Regions from separate parts of the Rattus norvegicus genome. Here regions 2 and 3 are each linked to region 1. A link is a contact called in public Hi-C data. All regions are on one chromosome and are shown on one strand. Each heading gives the region's core, a stretch centred on a gene start, on an enhancer-like site or on the middle of the called end of the contact. The rest is flanking DNA. Distances are from core to core; before and after follow the strand shown. Region 1 overlaps Rad51b (RAD51 paralog B). Region 2 overlaps Rad51b (RAD51 paralog B). Region 3 overlaps LOC102546647 (a long non-coding RNA gene).

The links. A called contact is a pair of places that touch in the nucleus more often than the background predicts.
Region 2: a Hi-C map of liver shows a contact between it and region 1, with 2.4 times the contacts expected there. The contact joins two enhancer-like sites. A contact is called at or near these places in 3 of 12 Hi-C or Micro-C datasets (hepatocytes, liver and mammary epithelial cells).
Region 3: a Hi-C map of liver shows a contact between it and region 1, with 3 times the contacts expected there. The contact joins two enhancer-like sites. A contact is called at or near these places in 6 of 12 Hi-C or Micro-C datasets (the A7r5 cell line, the Rat2 cell line, Schwann cells and 3 more).

The regions. Positions count from the first base shown.
Region 1 is chr6:104,166,585-104,171,344 of GRCr8, reverse strand. All of the region lies in intron 7 of Rad51b (RAD51 paralog B), which reads right to left. Among named protein-coding and RNA genes, the nearest start is that of Atp5pdl1, 260 kb to the left of the region's middle. Within about 2 kb of position 2,959, at least 20 of the 93 cell types and tissues checked have an H3K27ac peak or open chromatin away from gene starts, as enhancers often do. A contact at or near this core is called in liver, where this site is marked.
Region 2 is chr6:104,370,627-104,375,258 of GRCr8, reverse strand. Rad51b (RAD51 paralog B) reads right to left here. Exons shown (of 11, transcript NM_001399175.1): 11 at 1,336-1,778. The coding sequence ends at 1,762. Among named protein-coding and RNA genes, the nearest start is that of Atp5pdl1, 57 kb to the left of the region's middle. Within about 2 kb of position 2,733, at least 4 of the 93 cell types and tissues checked have an H3K27ac peak or open chromatin away from gene starts, as enhancers often do. A contact at or near this core is called in liver, where this site is marked.
Region 3 is chr6:104,416,201-104,420,329 of GRCr8, reverse strand. The region is part of intron 1 of LOC102546647 (a long non-coding RNA gene); the gene reads left to right. Among named protein-coding and RNA genes, the nearest start is that of Atp5pdl1, 12 kb to the left of the region's middle. Within about 2 kb of position 2,214, at least 32 of the 93 cell types and tissues checked have an H3K27ac peak or open chromatin away from gene starts, as enhancers often do. A contact at or near this core is called in liver, where this site is marked.

The DNA of each region.
Region 1 (4,760 bases), core at 1,710-4,209:
CTTTAAAAGCTTTAACAGGTTTCAAGTTATTTACCAGAATCTAAAATAGCAAAAGGATTGGGCCTGTCCCTTCTGCAGCTACACTCCCCTCTCAGAAAACAAGTTTGACACTTTTACCTTATGCTTTTAAGAAGGAATTTTAACAAGGCTCCTGAAGGTACTCAGACTTAGGGGAGAGAGTACCATAGTAAATTAGACCTTACAGCGATGGTAAGTCCATAACAAAATGTGGGGGTTTTGGTGGGGAGAGGAATTCCTTCTTTAAAAGTGTAACAAAAGATGAACTGCTCCTCTAGGCCCCACCCTGGTTGTCATATAAGAATCAAGGACTTGTCCATGACTCCAAACAGCAGGGCCTTGACAACTGGTCAAAGTCAGCTTTGTTTGGCTAGCATTTCTCTTTCCCTTGGAAGCATTTTTCCTCCTAATTAATGTAAGTTATGAGTCTGTGCTAGAGAGCTCAATAAACTGACACAAAGAGTAGTCACTGGCTTTTTTATGCTAAAAATCAAGGCAAGCTGATCCTTAACAGCTTGTGTCTACTCGAGTGGTGGAAGTGCTGCTATCCCAGGATGCAGTGCTTGCTGGGGCAGCCATTGTGCTTTTCCCATATTACATCTCCCCAGCAAATGCCTCCTGACCCCCAGCTCCTTCCTCCCCCCACCCCCGCCGTGGGATCTCAGCCCCTCAGTCCCTGTCCTGAGCTGTCACTCAGAAGCATGAGGCCTTCAGTGAATTAGTGCATTAGTGCTGGTGTCCTTAGACTGTGAACAGCTCAGCAACACTCAACGGGCCTGTACCTGGAGGACTTGGAGGGCAGGGTGGGGAGCCTATTTCGAGTATGTTTTTTCTTCCTGTGGAGAAAAATACTAAGGCCACCACCACTGTGTTGTTCAGTGTGGAAATACAAAGGCAGAGAACTCTGCAGTATTTGAAAACATTTCACTAAAGGAACTGACCGATTTCTGGTTTATTTCCCTGAAACAGTAAGCTATGTAGTTCTACGTCTCAGACATTGTAGAAAACTACACCCCTTGACATTGAAACAAATACAGAGACAAGCTGTGACTATTTTCACCCTCCCTCCAGTTCCCAAACTTTAAAGCGTGATCCACATAGCGAAGACCCCCATAAAGACCCACTGCACGTTTGCTGCGGTTCTAAGGGCAGAAGAAACCAATTAATTGGAAAAGTGTGAAAATAAGATGTGCCCTTCCAGCGGGAGGGTGGGATAAAAGAAATGACCAACAAGAGACAAAATAATCATAAATTAATCATTCAAAATGGGTGCAAAATACTGGAATGGGGCAAGGCCCGGCTGTAGGTTGGTCTGTGCCTGGGGCTATTCTGTACAGCACTCTAGCAAAGACAGCTCAAGAGCAGCTATTAGAGGAAACAATAAAGAAGCCCCTCCCCCTGGAAATTTGATCTCTGCTTTGGAATTTTTATGACATTTCTTTCTTAGGGAAGGAGAAGGTCTCACCACCCTCTCCCAGCTTCAAAGCCTTGCTGTGGTGGTGGCCTGCAATTAATACCCTTGGCCTGCTTTATGTGTGTTGTTTGAGGTATTCTCAAAAGTCAGATCGCTGAACTTAATGAAAGAATCATAAGTCCATTAGGTAACGGAATAAACGGAACACTTGGGGCCTTCATCTACAGGATAATCCCGTAGACAAGTCACGTTGGCCATATTCACAAGGCCCTTCCATGTTGCCAATGTTGTATGTGCAAAATTAGGGTTTTATCAAGACCCTTAGCTGAAAACTGAAAAATGCCATGGGTTCCCCAGTTGGGCAATGGTAGGCTGTAAGTAGGCCGTGATGTACAAAGTGACTTTAGTTCTTGTACAAAGACACTTGGTTCTCGGTATTATGCAACCAGTCAGTTCCTGAAAAGTTGAGACTTAAATGTTCTTCTTCTTCTTCTTTTTTTTTTTTTTTGTAAATTCTCATAGATGGAATCATTAACAATTCACATCAGGAACTCAGTACTCACCGTTTAATGAAATCTGATTGTGGTTTCAGCTGTGAGTAAAGAACGCTTTGTAATTAAAATGAAATCTTTCTGTTTGATCAATCTTCTACATTCAGACTTGGTTTTACTGGAGTCTCAAGGCAGGTACTCTCAGAGTGCTACCCTCACTTGGTACGCAATGTTTTGTTTTAATGGTGTTCCTTCTTTCTTAGAAAAAAAAATCCAAAGATCCAGAGAAGTATTTCTGTAACCGAAGTTCGTGCTCTTCACAACATGAAAGGACACAACTTGTACTAGAGCTTTATTCAGCTTACTGTGGCCTGTGGCCTGCGGCCTGTGGCGTGCAAGGCATCCAGGGTAGCAGACCCTGGTAAACTATTAGGTAAGAAAACAAAAACAAAAACTGGGAACCAAGTCTCATCCACATACAGCAGCTCTCCCTGTCCAGCGATACAGCACAATCAAGATGGCGCTGTGCCAGCAAAACAAAAATCTCATTTTGTCATTGTTCTGTTTGTTTGCTTTTGTGATCTTTAGTGTATTTGAGTTAGTGGGGACAGTAATCTTTAGGGTAATGAGTTAGTGGTACTGTGATCTTTAGGCTCAATCTGCTGTCCCTCTGAGAAATATCTAATTAACTCAAGGGAAGGTCTTACCTTCAGACACCCATGACCCAGATGACATGCCAAGGCAAGGGTGCCAGCACCACTGCGTGCACCCATCACAGTCTGCCTTTCGAAGCAGCTGCTGGCAGGTGGTGTCTGCCCTCTGCTACCAGCATGCAATGGGGCAGAAAAATTAAACTGCAAGTGGGCTGAGGGAATAAAGGAAGAAGGAAATTTAAAGACAGTATCTTGGAAGCATATGTTTCAGAATCACTTCGGCCAGTTCCCTGTCAAGAAAATATCAGCCAGGTTGGTTAGCCTAATCTCCCCAGCCACAGATGTCTAGGTTCACCACAGCAGTCCCTGGGATCCCGCCAGTGGTGTGGCCATCCTGCCACCTAGCGATCCACGTGAAAGTAAGCAGCATGTCTTGGCAACACATGCTGGGTTTCAGGAGAGCCATAAACTTTTCTAAGTTCCCCACCCCTTGTTTTTCTTTCTAAAAAAATGAAGGTCATTCAACACTGGCAGCCTGGTGAGACACTGCCAATTAACCCCGACGGCCCCTCTCATCTGAAGGCGACGCGAAGAGCACTGGATCTGAAGTTAGGACATGGAGGAGAAAGGAATAACAACTCTACTTCGGTGATTTGAAAAGGTCCATTCCCTCCACATATGGTAAATGGTGGATATGGCAGCATTGTCTGGAACTGGGCAGAAAAAGTATACACATTGCAGGAGATGAAGAAAGGGAACTGCATTTTAAAACACCATTTTAGCAATGAATGCGTGCTGGGGCCATGAGATAAGCTGTGGGCTGGGCCTGCACGTCTGGGCAGGAGCCTGCTCAGTAACTTGCTAGCAGTGTGGTTAAATCTCACACAGCTTCCCGCTTGGGTTCTGTTTTCTGGGAAACAGCTGTATTTAGATGTGTTTTTCCTACTTCCACAAAGCTGCCTTGAGGATCTGTTCAAAATGTATGTGGGGGGCACTTTGTGCAAAATTTCTGCAGGCTAGAATTATCACTCTAGGTTAAAAGTAGAGTGTTCCAAATACGTTTCTTTAAAATTATGCTTTATTGAGGATGCCAAGCCTACCTTGTCAAGCCACTCCAATGTCTTAGATATTCACAATTTTTCTTTTTCCAAGACAGGGTTTCTCTGTATAGCTCTGGCTGTCCTGGAACTTTCTCTGTAGCCCCGGCTGGCCTCAAACTCATAGAAATCTGCCTGACTCTGCCTTTCTAGTGCTGGGATTAAAGGTGTGCACCACCACTGTCTCGCCCACAAGCAACAAGACTAAATTCCTCTGTGAAGGACAGAGCTCACATCATGGTGACAAACCAGGCATGAGAAGACAGGGCTTTTCTTTGCTGTTCCTGAACTAACTTTCTGTGTAACTTCAGGAAAAGCCACATCGCTGCCCTCAGCTGGAGTTTGCAAATGCACAGAAAAGACAGATGTAGAGTGAACAGCCACCTCCCGTCAGTTCTAAGATTAAAAAAAAAAAAAAAAAGTGGCTTGCTTTTGATATCCACTCTTTCTCTTCAACGAAACACTCTTGAGGATCCAGTGGGATTTCTTTGAAAGCTTAAGCTCGTCACAAACCGATACAATGTAATTTTTCAGAAAATTCCTAAAAACTGTAGGATAGACAATACAGCCTTAGGAAGAAGGAGGTGGTCACTGAAGTACGGTCCTGTTAGTGTCCATATCGGAACATCCCTGAGCTGCTCACATATGTCTGTGGCCTGAAACAGCTCACCAAGCTACCCACCTGGGCTTCCATGTCCACAATAAATGTTATTTCTTCCACATAGCTCTGAAAATACCCCTGCTCTTTTTGGTAATGCTTTTTAGCAATGTCAAGAAAAGAATTTTACTGATCCAGATTTCTTCTCTGCCTAAAACATGTCAACACGACTTAGGAAGACAGTAACAAGCGCCCGCTGACGTGAACTGCAGACAAGAGTTCCACTGAAGAGTGGTCACGCCTGGAACACGACCGCCTGGGCAGGACACGACTCACAGCCACCTCAGGCTCATGGGCTTTTTCTCCATGGAAGGCAACTTGCTTCGAACGTCCAGCTTTTCCATCCTTTGGGAGTATGCCAGGATTTAGGTTTATGAAACACTGTTTAGTTTTGCTTGGTATCCCTGGCTGCCATGTTGTGTACCTCAC
Region 2 (4,632 bases), core at 1,484-3,983, 200 kb before region 1:
GTTGTAAGGTTATTAGAATGAGTGTTCTTGTGATTCACTTACTGAGGGGAGCATATGTTCTGTTATTTTATTTTGTTGGTTTTTTTTTAAGATTTGTTTATTTTATGGAGGTGAGCACACTGTCCCTCTCTTCTGACACACCAGAAGAGGGCAACAGATCCCATTATAGACTATTGTGAGCCACCATGTGGCTGCTGAGAATTGAACTCAGGACCTCTGGAAGAGCAGTCAGTGTTAAGCACTGAGCCACCTCTCCAGCCCTTCTTTATACTGTTATAGGCTCAGCAATTCCTACTGTTTAGGCAGAGGCAGTCTTTCACCACTCGCCCCTCGGTTTTTGCATAGCACTCTTTTGGGCAGCAACAGGAGGCAGGGAATGAGATATACTCCATACACTAGCTCCTGTGACATTTAAAATCCCCCAAGGGAGAGCAGGCACAAAGTGAGTCTACACTTTGGGGTCACTAACAACTTAGATGACAGGTTGCCAGAGACTGGAAAGTTTGTTGTTAACATTTTTTTATAGCTGGATATAGTGGTGTATCCCTTTAATCCCAGTACTCAGGAAGAAGGGGTTCAGACTGCTTGATCTATACAGTGAGTTTCAGGCCAGGGTGCTACAGTGAGTGTAGAAAGACCATGTCTTAATAAAATAATTTTATCATTATCCTTTTTTTCTTTCTCTCTTTTTGGGGGGGGGGTATGTGCAATGTGTATGTGTAGAGAGAGGTCAGAGGACAACCTTGGGGAATTGGCTCTTTCCTTCTGACGTGTGGGTTCTGGGTATCAAATTCAGGTCATCGGGCTTAGTGGCAAGTGTCCTTACCAGCTGAGCCACCTTGCCAGCCCTGGGGAGATTCAAACTTTGACTTTGAAGGGGCTTAAGTCCCCAAACATTGCACTGAACCAGCTCAATCTAATACTTCAGCTAGGAGCCTCAGGGCAGTGGGAACTGGTGGGCTGGACGTCCAAGGGAAGGGACTGAATTACCCCATGGGCCACCAATTGATTTATTTGCTAATTGAGTGGTCCAGCTTTGGGTTTCAGCTCTAAAGAAATCTCTTCATCCTTTATTAAATACTGCAAGACTCTCACTCTTTGTTCTGCAAGGCTATGTACAATATAGCAGTGGAACGTGGATTTATACTTACAATAGTCACGCCACTAGTGACCTTCCAAACAACACTAGTACCATGTGCTCCCTGCTTCCAAGTGGGGTCTGAGCCTGTCGGTGAGTCCTGAGGCCATCGACCTCCCTCTGACCTGAGGGCAGACCCCCACATCCATGGCTGCCTTCATGGTTTCAATATTTCACTTGTGAATCAGTTACCCCGGTTCTTTGTACACCTATTCTTTTTATTTGCTGGACAATACTTTATTCGGAAATGTTCCCTTTTGTAATTACAAATCTTGTTAGTCCCCCTCCTCCTCTCCCTAGGGGGATTGTGGGTTTTAATTAATTAATGTGGCTAAACCGCTTTGAGGTGCATGGTTGAAAGGTGCTGTGTAAGTGCAAATTATTATTATGGCTGCTGACATCCCACGGTGGTGGAGCCGCTAGCCTCCACATCTAGAGACCGGACAAAGGCTTCTTCATCTTCACCTTCCCTTCCAGGTCTGAAATCACTGTTACCATCTCAACAGCAATCAGCCAATTAATCCTCATTATGTTGGCTTCCGTTTCCTTTTTTCCAAGCAGCACAGTCCTGTTTCATTTCACAAATCACATCCCATCAGCACTAGACAAAGGTCACAGTATCCCTATGGCCTTTCTTGGCCTAAAAGGAGAAAGAAAGGGGTTGGGGGGAGAAGAAAAAGAAAGGGAAAGTTAAAAGAAAATGTTGTCATGAAATGCACTAGCTTCCCACTAGTAACCTAAACAAAGCTGTCCCTGCTTCCGCCCTCCCCTCCCACAGAGCCAACCATTGCACGCCCCAGAGATATCCAGAAATGGCCCAGTCAGGGTTAAGGTCCAGCAACTCTGGCTTTGACTGCCGAGAACCACAGACAAAAGGGGAAGTCTATCTGCACTAGGTGGGGCAGGATCATCCAAAGACACAGGAGACCCTCTTTGGCTTTGGTACCCCCAAGTTTCTCCTGAGAAAGTCAGCTGCCTTCTGTGGCCCCAGGAAACCCTCACAAAGGCCTGAGCGTGATTTAGACGTTGTATGTTACACCTAGCCCACCACAGCCCTTAACAAATGCTCAGGACTTCCACTGTGATGATAACCATTGAAAGCAGCCCCGTAGGGGAGACTTGGCCTCTCATAGGGACGCTGCTGACCAAAACACTCCTTACAAGGTTGTGCCTCAGGCCCTTTGTTAGAGTGGTTGCGGGCAAGCCTCAGGGGGTCCTGTCTTCATCTGCCTCCATTTATCCTCCCTATTGAAGGGCTCCTTCAGGACATTGGTCAGTCTCTGTGGGAAATGATTTGAAGAGCAACAAAAGAATTTAGGCCCTTTGAGGGGGGGGGGTCTTCAGAATTCAGTAAACATCTGGAGTGGAAGGCCAGGTTCTCAAGCACTCTAGCTGGGGAGGTGTCAGAAGAGAGAAAGAGCCCTGTGCGCAAGGCCAGAGCACTTAGTTCTTTGCTGACAGTTGTTGTCCAGAGGCACAGAGGCCTCAGGAGGTCGATGGAAAAATTTTCAATAGCTGCTCCCCTATTTGTCCGTGAGCGCTGTTCACTCTCTGCGGGTTCCAGGGCGCTTGGGAGGAAATGGGAGTTTCGCATGGTCAGTGAGCAGTGGGTGAGGGACGGGCTGATTCGGTATGAATTGTGAAAGAAAGCAAGGTTGTGTAAGCCTGTCCGGGTAGCGGCTCAGCATTTCTGTCACCCTTGAGGTTTGTAAAGCAAGGTGACTTACTGGATTCTCAAGGCGAAGACGAAGACGCTTTAATTGATGAATTCAATGAAAAAACAGAAAGAAAGAGGAGGAGGAAGCGTGAAGCGATTTGCATTTCATCACATGGGTGAGAGTCAGGACCTGAACTCTTGACTCTCAATGTTCCTTTATTGTTGAATCAATCCATTTAGAACACATTAGTCAGCATGATTCAACATTTGTCACTAATCAGCGTGAGTGCTAGAACGAACCAGCATTCCCCAGAGTCTCCAAATCTATTCTCAAACGGCAAAAGAAACTGGCCCCTGTCGAGGACAATGGGATTCACCAGCTGAATCCAGTTCAAGTCCCACAGGCTCTCAGGCGCCTTGCCTAGTCATCTGAAGCTAGAAAGACTCTCTCTCTTTCCCCCTTTCAAGCCCCACTGGTCAAACCTGTGCAACAGGTGTCAGTTTGTTTTTGATTAAATTTATCTAACTACATCTTCTCTTGAGCTAAAAAGAGGGGACTTTTCTCCCCTCCCCCACGTCCTCCTCTGCATCAGGAGCACCTAGCTTTGTAAACAATAGGTGTTCAGCTAGCATGCTCTGAACCGAACTAACCACTGCAGAACTTAAATCATACTCGGGGAAGAACGGCGAGTCCTTTCGGAAGGGATTTTTGAAGAAAATCAACAATCTGAATTGATTTAACATCTTTGGGTATTATTACCTGGGCATCTTAACAAATGCAAATGATGAACTCAGTGAATGACTTCCAGATTCTACCCGAGGAGCACACTGCCAGCCTAAGTATAGTCCAGGTCTTAGAAGAAAGGCTTTTCTTCTCTAGCCGTCTTTCAACTAATGGTTTGTTCGAAGTTTAAAGAAAACCAAAGTGTTTAGTCTGTGACTTTGGACTCAAGTTCATTCTCTAGTTTCTTCCTTCCATACTAGTTAAAACACATACTGAAGTTTCTGTTTAAAAGACTGGGGCGGGGTTGGGACGGGATTCTTGGTAGAGTAGCAGACTGTTGTGTCTTAGCCTGCTGTAGTCTCTGAAACCAACGAGAGACGGAAGTTTTGGTAATTCAGTTTATATGTTGCACTTCAGGCTGTGAGAGCCCTAGGATCTGTACTGTTGTACCCTCAGTCTCTGTAACTGGCCTCTGAAGGGGGGTGTCCTTGAAACACCTTTCTATCCTAGTAGTAGAGCCCCCCTCATCTGCTTGGGCACACGACTACTCAGACTATTAACATGTTCAGATGTTCTTGTCGAGCATTTCATCGATGGCGTGGCCCACATCATATAAGCAGAAATAAAGTGTGCAGCTTCTGGGTAATTGTCCTTGAAGGAAGAAGAATGTGTTCCCTCTCGTCTCACCAATTATTCATCAAACTCAAATCTTGCTGTTGGTGGAGGATGTGATGCTGAGCTGGGCCAAGACAACAATGGCCGTATCAGCCAATAGACTAGGTCCCTGAACAAACATGCCGGCCTCAAGCTGCATTCCTCCACAGTGCTGTGTGAGAAAGCAGGAGTCCTCTGAGCTGTGCAGCACTGTTTAATGTAGGGGTTATACCCAGTGAAGTTACTGTCCAACTGCCCTTGAGAATTTCTCAAGGGATCATTAGATCAGTATGACTGATGTATCTTTATCTTAGGATATCAAGATGTAAGATTTATGCTGGCCTGAAGTTTATCCACAGAGGTCCAGCACCTGAGAGCTAAGTGGCTACAGGGCTTGTTGTGGCAGGGGAGGGCCCGAAGGCATGAGTTTCCTAAGCCTTGGGCCCAGGCTGGATGCTT
Region 3 (4,129 bases), core at 965-3,464, 250 kb before region 1:
ATGGTACTCTTGGTCTAGTAGAGAAAAGGCTAAATAAGGGGTGACCTCTGCCAGGCATATTGGGAACCTGCTTCCGAGAAAACATTGGGAAAGCATGTTTCAGTGTCTTACTGTGGGCAACTCGTAATCCTCCCGCCTCAGTATCCAAGTGCTGGTATTACAGGGGTGTGCCACCACACCTGGCACATGATTTGCTCCAAAGAGCCATAGGCATGCCCTCTTCCCCATCCTGTGTCGCCATTGCTGTTGTCTTTGTCATCTTGATCTTTTTACTTTGTGTGGTGAGGACCAAAACCAGGGCCTCAGGCTTCGGTAGACCCGCACTGCACTGCTGAAGACAGCCCTAGGCTTTGCACTTGTATCTTGAAAAACTGGAACCCCCCCAAGACTAGAACTGCAATGTGTCTGGTCCTCGTTCTAACCTAGTAAAGGAGGGCCTTCTGTGTGACCTGGCTGACAGAATCTGGATTCCTCCTGAACAATGACCACGTGAAACAGAAGAAAAGATGAATGTCCTCCACGGTTAATGCAGTTCTGAACTCTAGAACGTTCCCTAAACTGTGTGTCTTGGATCAGCTAGGAACTCTACTTAAAGCCAGCTTTAGCCTATGGGGCCATTCACCTACAACCAGAGCAGTGGATCCTCTCAGTCCTCTCCCTTCATCCTGACACATTCCTGTGAGGAGTGAGGATCGAGAAGGCCCCTGATTTGTCTCAGACAGGGTTTATTGGGGGGGGGGTGTCCATATATTTTTCTTTCTACTAGTCTGCTTTGCTCATCTCTCAGTGTTGCTCTGTGGGAGCCTTAAAGGGTTTAATTTTAAAACCAAAGCCTATTTTAGAACTTGGGTATGTCTAAGTCCCTTTTGGATCATGACAGCTGCTCTCTGTGGACCCCTCACTCCACGTGTCCTTGGCCAGGTTGTTGACCTTTCTCTGTCCCCTTCCCATCTGCAGCAAGGCTAATCACAGCACTTCCCATTTAGGGCCGGAGGGAGCAGAGGGCGTACCAGGCAACAACCCAAGAATAGAAAGCCATGAATATCTTAGCTACCATTCTTATCCAAAAAGGAGGTGCAGCATGAACCTCCTCTCCCAACCACAGAACAGTCTATTTTGTTTTTGTTTTTTGTTTGTTTTCTTTAATTTAGTTCTTATACAGGGACTCACTCTATAGCCTTGGCTGGTCCTGAACCTACTTTGTAGACCAGGCTGGCCTTGTACTCAGAGAGATCCATCTGCCTCTGCCTCTGAAGCACTGTGATTAAAAGCATTTACCACTGTGTTGGGCAGACCCAGCCTTGCATACCACCAGAATGTCGCATTTATACCATTTTTAAGCAATGTGTCATCTTGTTCTTTCTATAGGAATATTATTCCTTCAAGGACCATTTCTTACAGTAGACGGCAGACATGAAGGCATAGGAAATGGGTGGATGACAGGCAAATGGAGAACTTGGCACTCATGCCAAGAGCAAAATCAAAGCTGCCTGCTCAGGCCGAGTTAGGAACGTTGGCTATTTGGTGCCTATTGCTTGCTTACCCAGATCCTAACCCAAACTCAAACTGGAACTTCCTGGATGGCGCCACCTTGCCCTGACAGGCAGTCTGAATTTATTAACTCAAATTATCTCCCAGGCAACCCCTGGCCAGATCCTCTTTAACCTGGGTTTCAACCTTTCATGCTCCAACTCACTGGCCTGCACTGTCACAGCTTTGAATGGGACTGTCTTTGAGTTCCATAAAGAAGTACTTCCCCCAGATCCCACGCCACCCAAAGGCCATTTGTAACCTTCATGGAGGGTATCTTGGTTTCCACTGGCAGCAATGGTTACTCAAGCTGCCTCTGAGCCACCAGAAGAGATCCAGAGCCAGAAGACCTTGACGCTCAGTGGTACACGCATGCGCAGGAGACCTTGCCGATCAGCGGTACACTCACGCGCAGACCCCTCCAAGGTGCATCCCTGCAGAAGAGCTCTCTGTGAGCTCGCTTTGTACACTAGAGTCTCTGCTTGAGGAAAAGCCTTGGACATCGAGTTAGGAAAGCTGTCAGAGACTGTTTTGCACAACATCAAACACATTCCAGGCCTTATCTAATCAGGGAGCCTTCTCCGACAGCCATGCAGAGGCTGTTCCTGCAAAACATTCCCCAGGCAGGGCGAGGGCCCTGATTCTAAAGGCAAAGTAATGGCTCTTTTGGCACAAGCAAAGTTTGGCTGGCAGCTGGAGCTTTGAGGTGACCTCTGACCCTCTCCCACAGTTCCTCCCAAGTCGAGCTGCACCATTCTAAGCCACCCTCAAATCCCAGGCTCTAATTGGCTCTGGTTTGTTTTGCTTTTCTCTTCTGTCCAGTGCTTCAAAAGGCATTTCAATAATTGTTTGAGGCACGAAAAAGGCAGGGTTCAGCTTTCCTAACTGGAATTGGAGGTAATTACTGTCTTCCATGTGCGAGTCGGTACATGCTGCAAATCACGTGGCTCTGGGTTGCTCTACGGCGGGTGGCCAGGCCTCTGAGCTACAGGGAGGATTATAGAACTTCGCAAAGGTTCTGCTTCAGAGAGAGAAGAAGCCACGCATCTCAGAAGTGCTAGAGGAATTGTCTATATTCTGCAGTCCCCTCAAGACTGCCCAAGAGGTTTGGTCTGAAGAGACTATGACTTCAGTTCTGCCCTGGAAGTTTGGGATTTGCTTTTTTATTTTGTTTTCTCTCAAGAGACAGAAACTGGCCCCACACATAACTCTTTTCTTGTTTGAAATCAGTAACCTTGGGCTCCACCTAGGCTGCCCGACCTCAGAACGGAACTCAACACAGTAAGGCTAAGACCCGCCTCAAAGAACCAGAAGAAGGATTCGTTTTGTGCATTCAAAACAGCAAACCCAAATGTGGAGAGTCTCTGGATGGCTCCGCATGTGGACCTGGAGCACCTCGTTTAATCGATCAGCTGACTCACAGGACCTCACCCACGCAGTGAGAGCAGTAACTAATCCAACCTCAGAGAGTGTGTGGGGTCCACATGGGGTTAGCCCACGTGAAGTGCCTGTTTGGGACCTGTGTATACCAAATGTTCAATAAGTGTTAGATGACGTTCAATGTCAGGGCTCCTTCTGCTGCAGTCAGTCTGAACAGGGTCGAGGAAGAGCAGCTGGGAAACAGTATAAGGAAGCAGGGAGGCAGAGGGTGCCAGCCCCAATCCGGTGTCTTTCCTCTCAAGGGATTTGTCTTAAATATCTGAAGTTGCCTGAGATCCATGTTGGAGACTTCCTACTGCCTCTGTTCCCTTGGGTATTTCAAGAAACGTGAACTAGCTATGCTTCCTTAGCTCCTCCCTGCTTAGAAGCGCCGAGAAGCAATGGGTTTAGGTTGGAATAGAGACTGAAGAAGGAAGAGAAAGGTGATCTGTTCAAATTCTGAGACTCTGAAATTGCTGGTCTGGCTTGTGGGAAGACAGGAGACAGGACTCAGATGTATCCTAGGGCCCTGGGTGATCCAGGGAGCTACCTCAGTCTCAGCCTGGCTCTCATTCGGCATCCTGAATGATCTTATCCAGGCGGAGGGCTGCTGTCCTCACTGTGCCGCTGGCCCTTCCCTTTCCAATGTCCTCCTCAGAGCTCTCCATCTCCTCTCACCTCGACCCCAGGTCCTTAAAACCAATCAAACCCCACATCACAGCAAGGACTCCGTGGAAACTCCCTCTGAGCAGATGACCTTTGCGGGCCGCACACCTTCCTTTCATAGTCCCAAAGACAATGCACAGGCACACCCTTATCTGTGTATTTGTCTCCTATCTACTTCTAGATAAACTAAAGTTCATGTGAATGAGGCCAAGTTTCTCTGTCCTTTTTTTTCTTTAACGCAGATGACTGTTGCGTGTGAGCTTTCCTTATTCTGTTTATGTAGATCTGAGTGATCTGGTAGGTCCGTGTATTTACTGAATGAATGACTTCTTTCTCTGTCTGTCTCCCTCCTTCCCTCCCCTCCCTCTCTGTGTGGTTACGGTGCTGGGAATTGAACTCAGGATCTTGATCACATTAGGCAAATGCTCTACCACAAGCTATATTCTCAGCCCTGAATCCATGATTTCAAAGCAGAGATGGTTTATGCAGTCAGGAAGAGTTTCTGGACACAGAG